Regions from separate parts of the Mus musculus genome. Here all the other regions are linked to region 2. Evidence: chromatin contacts called from public HiChIP or PLAC-seq data. All regions are on one chromosome and are shown on one strand. The core of a region is the stretch at or near the end of the contact, and the rest is flanking DNA. Distances in the headings are between cores, read along the strand shown. Region 1 overlaps Gm39928 (a long non-coding RNA gene). Region 2 overlaps Acoxl (acyl-Coenzyme A oxidase-like). Region 3 overlaps Gm36154 (a long non-coding RNA gene).

Evidence for each region. HiChIP or PLAC-seq counts read pairs in DNA pulled down with a chosen protein or histone mark.
Region 1: an H3K27ac HiChIP or PLAC-seq map of regulatory T cell precursor shows a contact between it and region 2, with 21 times the contacts expected there. The contact joins two enhancer-like sites. A contact is called at or near these places in 2 of 484 Hi-C or Micro-C datasets (bone marrow-derived macrophages and multipotent progenitors) and 6 of 115 datasets of contacts at active chromatin or transcription factors (acute myeloid leukemia, embryonic basal ganglia, epiblast stem cells and 3 more).
Region 3: an H3K27ac HiChIP or PLAC-seq map of regulatory T cells shows a contact between it and region 2, with 7 times the contacts expected there. The contact joins two enhancer-like sites. A contact is called at or near these places in 1 of 484 Hi-C or Micro-C datasets (bone marrow-derived macrophages), 7 of 115 datasets of contacts at active chromatin or transcription factors (CD8 T cells, SST interneurons, acute myeloid leukemia and 4 more) and 2 of 9 other capture datasets (adipose tissue and liver).

The regions. Positions count from the first base shown.
Region 1 is chr2:128,543,370-128,546,069 of GRCm38.p6, forward strand. All of the region lies in intron 1 of Gm39928 (a long non-coding RNA gene), which reads right to left. Among named protein-coding and RNA genes, the nearest start is that of Gm39928, 5.0 kb to the right of the region's middle. Within about 2 kb of position 1,367, at least 140 of the 459 cell types and tissues checked have an H3K27ac peak or open chromatin away from gene starts, as enhancers often do. A contact at or near this core is called in epiblast stem cells, regulatory T cells and regulatory T cell precursor, where this site is marked.
Region 2 is chr2:127,926,469-127,929,168 of GRCm38.p6, forward strand. All of the region lies in intron 9 of Acoxl (acyl-Coenzyme A oxidase-like), which reads left to right. Among named protein-coding and RNA genes, the nearest start is that of Acoxl, 73 kb to the left of the region's middle. Within about 2 kb of position 1,308, at least 49 of the 459 cell types and tissues checked have an H3K27ac peak or open chromatin away from gene starts, as enhancers often do. A contact at or near this core is called in CD8 T cells, epiblast stem cells, regulatory T cells and 1 more, where this site is marked.
Region 3 is chr2:128,456,563-128,459,289 of GRCm38.p6, forward strand. All of the region lies in intron 1 of Gm36154 (a long non-coding RNA gene), which reads right to left. Gm29010 (a long non-coding RNA gene) reads left to right here. Exons shown (of 6, transcript XR_374966.3): 4 at 2,069-2,176. Among named protein-coding and RNA genes, the nearest start is that of Gm36154, 8.6 kb to the right of the region's middle. Within about 2 kb of position 1,454, at least 56 of the 459 cell types and tissues checked have an H3K27ac peak or open chromatin away from gene starts, as enhancers often do. A contact at or near this core is called in CD8 T cells and regulatory T cells, where this site is marked.

The DNA of each region.
Region 1 (2,700 bases), core at 117-2,616, 620 kb after region 2:
CAGAACAGGCTGGTCTCAAACTTAGAGATCTGCCTGCCTCTGCCTCGTGAGTTTTGGGATGAAAGGCATGGGCCACCACTCCCAGCTTTAGTTACTTTTCTTATTGCTATGACCTAATGCAGGACAAGAAGCAACTTGAAAGTAGGAGGGTTTCTCTTGGCTTACAGTCTAAGAGTCAGGATAGTCCATCTTGGCAAGGAAGGCCCGGCAGCGGGAGAGTAAGGCATCTTGCCGCACTGTGCATGAAGGAACCAGATGACAGATCTGAGGTGAGGCCTGGCTATAAAAACTTAAGACCGTTTCTCTAACGACCCACTTCCTCTAGCAAGGCTCTATCCACTAAAAGTTTTGTAATCCTTCAAAACAGCTCCACCAGCTGGGCACAAGTGCTCAAACACACCATCCTTAAACCATAACACTCGCTTGTGGTATTCTAACCCATCTATGGTCCGACTACAGACTAAAGCCCCAGGCCCACAGGTAAACTAGGCCCACAGGTGAGAACGGTGGTGAAAGAGCCAGCTTTAATCCCCAGTTTTGCTTCTGCTCTGTTTCACTAGCAAACGGCAACCACTCGGAGACCTGCAGCGAAGGGCCCAAGCTGGTGTGTCCTTTCCCTTTCCCTTCTGTAGAGTGCAGAGAAGCCTCACCTTTTGTTTTAAGGAAACCCTGAAAAATCCCACTTCAGGCCTGAGCAGCAAAGGAGGCCGGAGGCCCCTGCACCTCAGAAGACAGTGGTTCTAGTCAGTCTGTTATTGTTAGTCACAAGAGTGTCTGCATCTGGTAATAACAGCTGTCCAGTGTCTGGAGGCCCAACAAGGTGGAAAGAATCCCAATGCAGAGCTTAAACATATACTCTATATCTAAGGAGCAACAGAATTTGAGGTGAGAGATGTTGGCTTCTATACAGAAGCAGAGCCAAGATTTGAGCACACACACACACTTCCGAGGCAGGGATTTGCTTCCATGGGGCTGAGAGGGTCCAGAGGACTGGCTCAGTAAGGTGAGTAACTCAAATAAATGATCTGATACCTCCACTCCAAGCTAACTTGAGCACCACAGAAGCCTGGCTCGTTATCGGTGCCCAGGGATGCCCACTGCTTATCTACGATTCACATTGGCACTGTAAGTGACTTGCTGGGTCTCATGTTCAGTGTATCTCCTCTCTACCAGACTGGGGCAGCCCCGGGACTACAGGGGGCAGGCAGTGCTCTTTCAGACACCCAAACATCTGTTGTTCTTGCTAAGTAAAAACAAGTGACTAGTCACAGCAAAACCATGAAAGAAAACCACAAGTGACCTAAGGATTTCTGACTCACCCTTCAACCTGGGTACTTTGTGACATTCCAACCAGAGCTCTCAGCCACCTGCAGCTGAGCTGAGAACTGCAGTCCCTTTGTCTCCCTGGCTCAGGGTAATTACCCTGCCCCCAGATGGCTTTTGCCTTCAGAACAAAATAAAGAAAAACCACCTCCCCCCACTAAGCCCAAGTGACTAAGAAAAGCTGGCAGGGACCCTCCCTCAGACCATAATTGTGGGAACCTCTTGCAAAACAATTTTAGTTGCCAGATAAACTGTGTCTTTTCCCAGCAGCCAAGTGCCACACCTTAGAGACTGGGTGAGAGATTTCTTTTGAGATATCACTGAGCAGATGTGAAGAACTGGGCCTCCTCTGTCCACTAGGGAGCGCTGTGTAGAGATGCATCCTGAGAGGCCTGAACAGCCTACATGCTGTGTGTGTGTGCAGGGCACCAAAGTGTTCTAGCTAGCAGGGTTCTGTGCTCAGGCTTGGAATTAGCAGCCTCCTGATGGGAGAGGGTTCATACTGGGTGCCAGTCAAGACCCTTTCTCTGTGGGATGGGCAACTGTGACAAGGCCATCTGTCTAAGAGGATACAGGAGCCGGACAAACACCACCTTCACGTTAGAAACAGTGCCACAGTGAGTTGTCGTGTTCTGTAACACCTAGCTCAGGCCTTTGGGGATCACACCTGACAAAACTGGAGCCAGACCTCAAGCCAAGTGCAGCTTCCAAAAATTGTATTGCATGGTTCTCTGAACACAGAAAACTTCCTTTTCCTCAACACTGCCCAATATAGATGGCCTATAAGGAACTAGGGATACGGTCAGTCTCCTCACAGCAGGGGGAAGGGCAGGAAACAAGCACAGAAAGCCTCCCCTCCATCACCTGAGCTGCTAGGCTCCTCGGTTCAGCTGCCTACAAGTGTCAGGCTGCCAACAGACGGTCTCTGCTCCCTGCACACCAACTGCTGGGTGCAATAAGCACCTCACTGCTAAAGCAGTAAGGAGTTAGCGATGCAGAGAAGATGCGCGGGCAGGGTTATGAAGGGATTGCCTAGGCAGCTCCACGGAGAAGAGCAGCCTGCACCATGATCAGGGACTGTGCATCAAGGAACCTTACTGGTTGAGAACAGTATCTTTAAGGAGGTCACCTACACAGAGAGTCTCCCTTCTGGCTAATGGTCTCTCAAAACATGACCACGCCACCTTAGGTGTGGCTGGTTCTCCCAGCTCATTTTTGTAAAATGTTTATTTATTTTTATATGTAGGGGTGTTTTAACTGTATGCATGTCTGTGTACCACATGCATGCAGTGTCTTCAGAGGCCAGAAGAGGGTGTAAGAAACTCTGCGACTGGAGTTACTGATGGTTGTGAGTTGTCATATGGGTGCTGGGAACAG
Region 2 (2,700 bases), core at 58-2,557:
GTAACTGTACTGTTTTCTCACTTAATGATCCCTGAAGTGGAGCAGTTTCGGCGTGGTTATTTTGTGGCTCAATGACATCCTCAAGGACCAGGGTAGCTTTGATCTTTCTTCTCTGCAGCCCCCGAGCTGTCAGTTTTGTCTTGACTGACTCCTTTGTGGTCACAACATGGCCGCTGGGGTCCTTGCTGTCACATGCATATGTAATGGGATTTAGCAGCTGAGGAGGACCCATGCCTTCCTCTACGTTTCTTTCTTTTTAGTAGATGGAAACCTTTTCCAGAAACCCTTCAGGAGACTTGCTCTCATTTCAGATCATCAGAGAAAGCCATGTGGTCATTTCTAGGGCTGTCACCGGTGAGGACTTGGATGCCTATGGCTGGATTAGTGAAGCACAGCAGATCCACAGAACAGAGCAGAGCAGAGCGGATTAAAAAAACAAAAAAGAGGGCTCTGTTACAAAGGAGGAAGGGAGGAGGGGTGAGGCCGAATAACTGGAAATATTACTACACATTTAAAAAATATTTTTGTTAAAGACAATCTCAAACACGAAAGAAAGTGACAGCCGAGTTCCACTTTCTTCCCCGGTTCCTGCAGTTCTCAGACTCTTACCAGGGTTAAGTCTTCACTAGTCACCCCTTTGTCTGCTGGACTATTTCAAACATCTCAGACACACATGGATATTTAATGATCTAAATGTGCGGAAGCCCTCCCTTATACTTGGGCCTGGATTCAAGGGAAAAGGCTGCTTCGAGAGCTAGAGGTTGGGAAGGACTAACAGGCATTAACTATTTTTTGCTAGAGAAAAGACAAGATTCTAACCAGATGTAGTGACCCACTTCTGGGAAATCATAGGGAAAGACCTCGAATTAGAGGCCAGCCTGGGCTACAGCGCAGGGAAACAAGAATAAAACAAAATGAAACCAGAGACAACATTTCTCAGAGGAAAAAACAATATCCAGAGGAAGGAGTTCTCCCTGCTGTTGTTGTGGCTGCATCTGGAGTCTTTTGTACATGGGGAAGCAGCTGTCCTAGGAAGTTTGAGTTGTGGATTGGGGGTAAGGGGTGGGGGTGGTGCTCCGTTCTGCAGGCAAGTGCGAGTTCAGCCTCAGGTTTACAGTTTCCACTCTCTGGCTGGGGAGGCCGAATGCTTTCTAAGAGTGGGGTTGGGTTTGCTGACACCTGTTTCTGCATGCTAATAGATTTCTGGGGTAAGATAGAGCGGTGATGTCACCTGCAGGTGTGTGAGCCTGTGGCGGTTTCCCGAGGCATTGTAGCCACATCTGTCCTCAGCTGTGTGGGTCTTTGCTCCAGCAGGCTGCAGAATGAGCTGGTTGCCTGCAGAGCAAAAGCCAGAGGCAGCAAGCCGCGGTGGCCTTGCTTCAAACAAGCGGACTTTCCCCAAAGCTTCGGCTGATTTTCACTTAGTTATGGAACAAAACACAAATGTTGTTTCTTTAAAATGCCACAGCGGCAATCAGAGTATATTTCCACGCACCCTTTTCTCAGTTTCCTGAGGCCACCTGCCTTGTTACACGTTTGAAAGCTTCCTCTTCCTCTTCCTGAAACAGGAAGCTTGCCTTCTTATTTTCCTCCAGGTTTAAAGTGTGCCCTTCTTTGAAGAGAGTTCACACACACTCTCTGTGGGGTTGCACCTTTGTTTATAACATAAAAAAAAAATCTCCATTTCTCTACATGTGCTCTGTCTTGTCTCTAAAGGTCACACGGCACAGAGCTCCCTGCTCAGGGTACATCAACCTGGGCTGATTTTATCTGTGTGCGCTTTGTAAGATGTTTGTATTTGCATAGGACGTTTAGATACAGGGACACTTTGTATAACTATATTTGAAAATTGAGAGAGAGAGAGACAGAGAGAGAGAGAGAGAGAGAGAGAGAGATTGCTGTAGCCTGTGCCCAGTCCAGTGGCTAGTGCAGTAATTACACCAGTCCCTTAGTATAGCGTTCTCGAGCATGTACAATGTAGTGAAATGAGTGCTTTTTGTTTGCACGGTGTGCAGTTCAGTGTGGTGTGAGAATCCGCCTGACCCCAATACATTTTGTTTGACATGCACAGCTGGGGCACTGGAGGATAGTCCAGGCCATTAAAAAGAATGCGAAAAGAAAACACACACCATCTATTTGTCAGGACACAATGAAAGGGAGACTTACTGGGCCTGGATCACACCAGGAGGAAGGAGAAGAGGAAAACCCACCTGGCCCCCAGGGAGCCGGCAGGGGCACAGCTACTGTTGCCTGCTAGAGCTCCCCTGGTCATGCAAACCGATGCCCTTCCCAGCTCCCGGGATCTTCTTGTAGGGTGCTGTGCAATCAGAATGCTGGGGTGGAAGGGAGGAGGTCTTATTTGGACTTGGCATTCCAGGGGAGCCCAAGGTTAAGGGGTTCATCAGGCTTATGTGACATCTAGGAATGGCTTCTAAGGTGTCTGACCGGTGAAGACCTGCTACGCCTCCCGAGGTACCCCAGGCTTTCACCAACAGGCAGGAGAGAAGGCAGTGATGGATCCTTAGGAAGTTGGTTCCTCCCTCTCCCCAGCCACACAGATGCTACCCCATACTCAGCTGCAGTCCCCTCCCACTGGCCCCTCCCATCATCTTTCTTTTATTCCCCATTTGTTTCCTTGCAGGGATCTAGGAGGAAGTGGAAACAACAGGCCAAGCTAATGCTATAAATAAATGGTCGGCT
Region 3 (2,727 bases), core at 204-2,703, 530 kb after region 2:
TCCAGACAGTCCTCCTAGAGTGGGGTTTGTCCTGCTGTAATACTGGTGAAGGGTGTGGCCTCATGTTGGTGCTTACTAAAGCATCCAAGCTTGATTGAAGAGTACTAAGAAGGGCCAAAGAAATTCTAGGTCCTTCTCTTGAAGATATGAGTGTGAGTGGCAGGGAGCCATGCTAACAGAGGTGTTGTTCCACAGGTGAGAGGCCCGTGGCTGCAATTGCTTCAAGGAGAGTAGAGGGGCTAGCGTCTGCCTCTTGAGGTGAGGTTTTCTGGAGCCCTGTGTGTTCTCTAATGCAGTGCCTGATTTCTAGATCATTCTTTGTTCCGCAGAATGACAACAAGAAGTTTATTATTGCTGGGCTCCTCTAACCTCAGTGTCTCCTCTGAACCCCGCAGAGTGTGTGGTGATATAAGGTTAGGAGGGCCAACCTAGGACACTTCTAATCAGTCACATCTACAGGTTGACTAAAGAGAATGAGAGGTGATCATGAAAACCATCCTTTAGGTCCTGCCTCTGATTGTTACCTAGGAAAGCTGGCCCGCCCATCAGTGGAAGAGCCAAGCAAAGCAACTCCTTTTCACTCCACTCTGCTGAGCTCTGGGAACCAGAGGATTCTAGAAGCTCTTACAGACCTTTTGTGAATATGAAGTCTGCTGAGTTTGTTAAAGCCCTACCTGAAATGGTGGACAAAAGCCTCTGACTCAAAGGCACATGCTCTGCAGAGCAGATGGACATTCCTCACTGGGAATGAAGACTGACCTTCACAAGAGCTGTGGATGGGGCTGGTGGGTATAGCAGACAATATCAGTGGTCCTCCATTATGGTTGACCTCCAGGTGGGAAGCAAAACCTAGACAGAGAGACATGGATGCCCATGGCTGACGAAGACACATTAATATCTAGGACAATGGGAAACAGTGTATGTGGTTCCTAGAGGAAGTGTCCCCAAGGGACAGGGGACAGGCTGGGCCACAGCCTCTCTGAGCTGAATATAACTGATGTTTGACTGCAGTGAGCCAGAACTAACCAGCTCCTTAGACATTCATTCCAGTTTCTCCCTCCTGTTCACTGGTGTCCTCTTAACCTTGATAAGGCTTAAAATCTGAGAAAGCAACCATGTCCAATGTCACTATTATGAAACTCTACCCCCATGAGTCACACCCAATCTTAGCTCCATCATCTGGCACCCATGGCCTTAATCTGAAGGCCAGAGAAGGAATCGCTTCATAGTCACAGCCTATAGGTGTTCTCTCTGTCTGTCTGTCTCTCTGCCTCTCTCTGTCTCTCTCTCTCTCTCTCAGTATACCCATTTTAGGTTGTGTTGTGTGGTATTAAACTTTTCTGCCGGTAAGTAGAAAAGACCTTTTTTGTAAAAACTGAGAAACAGCTCTCAGGCGAGAACAGATATTTCAGAAATGACTCAGAGTCGTGTTTTGCTAGAAGAATGCTAATGAAATGCAGAGCGTGTAGTCATGAAACTGATAGCACTCCCTCAGAAAGAAAATGACTTCTCTAAGATGCCGGGCACTTGAGCAAAACACTCACTGATTGTAATGCAACCTATGGGATTAGGCTGCCAGAACACCTCCTTCCTGTAAGGGTGTCTTCCAGTCTCATGAAAAGGCTCACCTCACTTGACCTTAACCCTCAAGGAAAAAGAGTCTTAAAAACACCAGATCCAGTAAGCTAGAAGCCAGCCAGATGTCCAGGATATTACTTCCACACCTCCCAAAACCCTATCAGGACTCACATGAAGACAGCTTACATACACCACATTCTCCATGACTCTTGGAGAATAGGGTAGCAGCACCCTGCATCCAATTCCCCATGTTGAAACAAAACAAAAACAAAACCAAGCACAAGCTAGCCCCTAAGCTTGCTCACAGCTAGCAGGGATTTAGCCAATTTACAACTTAGAAACTGCTTTATTTATAAACTACTTGAGCTTCCTATCAATGGCCTCCAGCCATTGCTACAGACAGCTGAGTGCTGTCTGGGAAGCCACGGCTGTCCTCTCTGGATGTCAGACCTGGCTCATGGACCCATGGCCCTTCTTTTTTCTCTTCCAGATAGATCTTGTTGACAGATGCCTTGTCCCTCTGCTTGCTGCTGTGTTTCCAGTCCTGTCAACCTTGTTGTTGTTCACATCTACAGCTATGAATAAAGACAACTCACATGTAAGCCACAAGGATGGAAACCTAGAAAGAGTGCTGGTGCCTTTACAGCATCATGGTCAGTTGTTGCAGATCTGGGGACTCAGCTCCTTCCAGACTGCAGGTCTAGGTGGCTCAATCTCAGGTCATACCTCTAACTTCCTTTTATTTAATTATTCATTGTTTTAGATGAGCCCTGACTCTTTGGTGCATGGTCTTGAACTCAGCATTCTTCTGCCTTAGGCCCCACAGCACTGGTATTATAGGAGTGGGCTTCTGGACGTGGGATCTAGCACCCATAACTGTTCTCAGAGAGGCTTCTGGAAGGACCACGGTAGGACTAAAAGTCAGGCTTTAAGCAACATTGAGTAATTTAAGGCCTAAAGTAACAAGAAGGTTATGGATAAAGGAAAAGCTTAGACCTCATTAACTGAATTTAATTTTCCATGAACTAAGATCTCTAGCACTCCAGAGGCAGAGGCAAGAAGATCATAAGGTCAGGGCTAGCCTAGGGTACACAGAAAAACTATGCCTCAAGGGGGGTGCACAGATGGAGAGAGATAGAGACAGAGAGA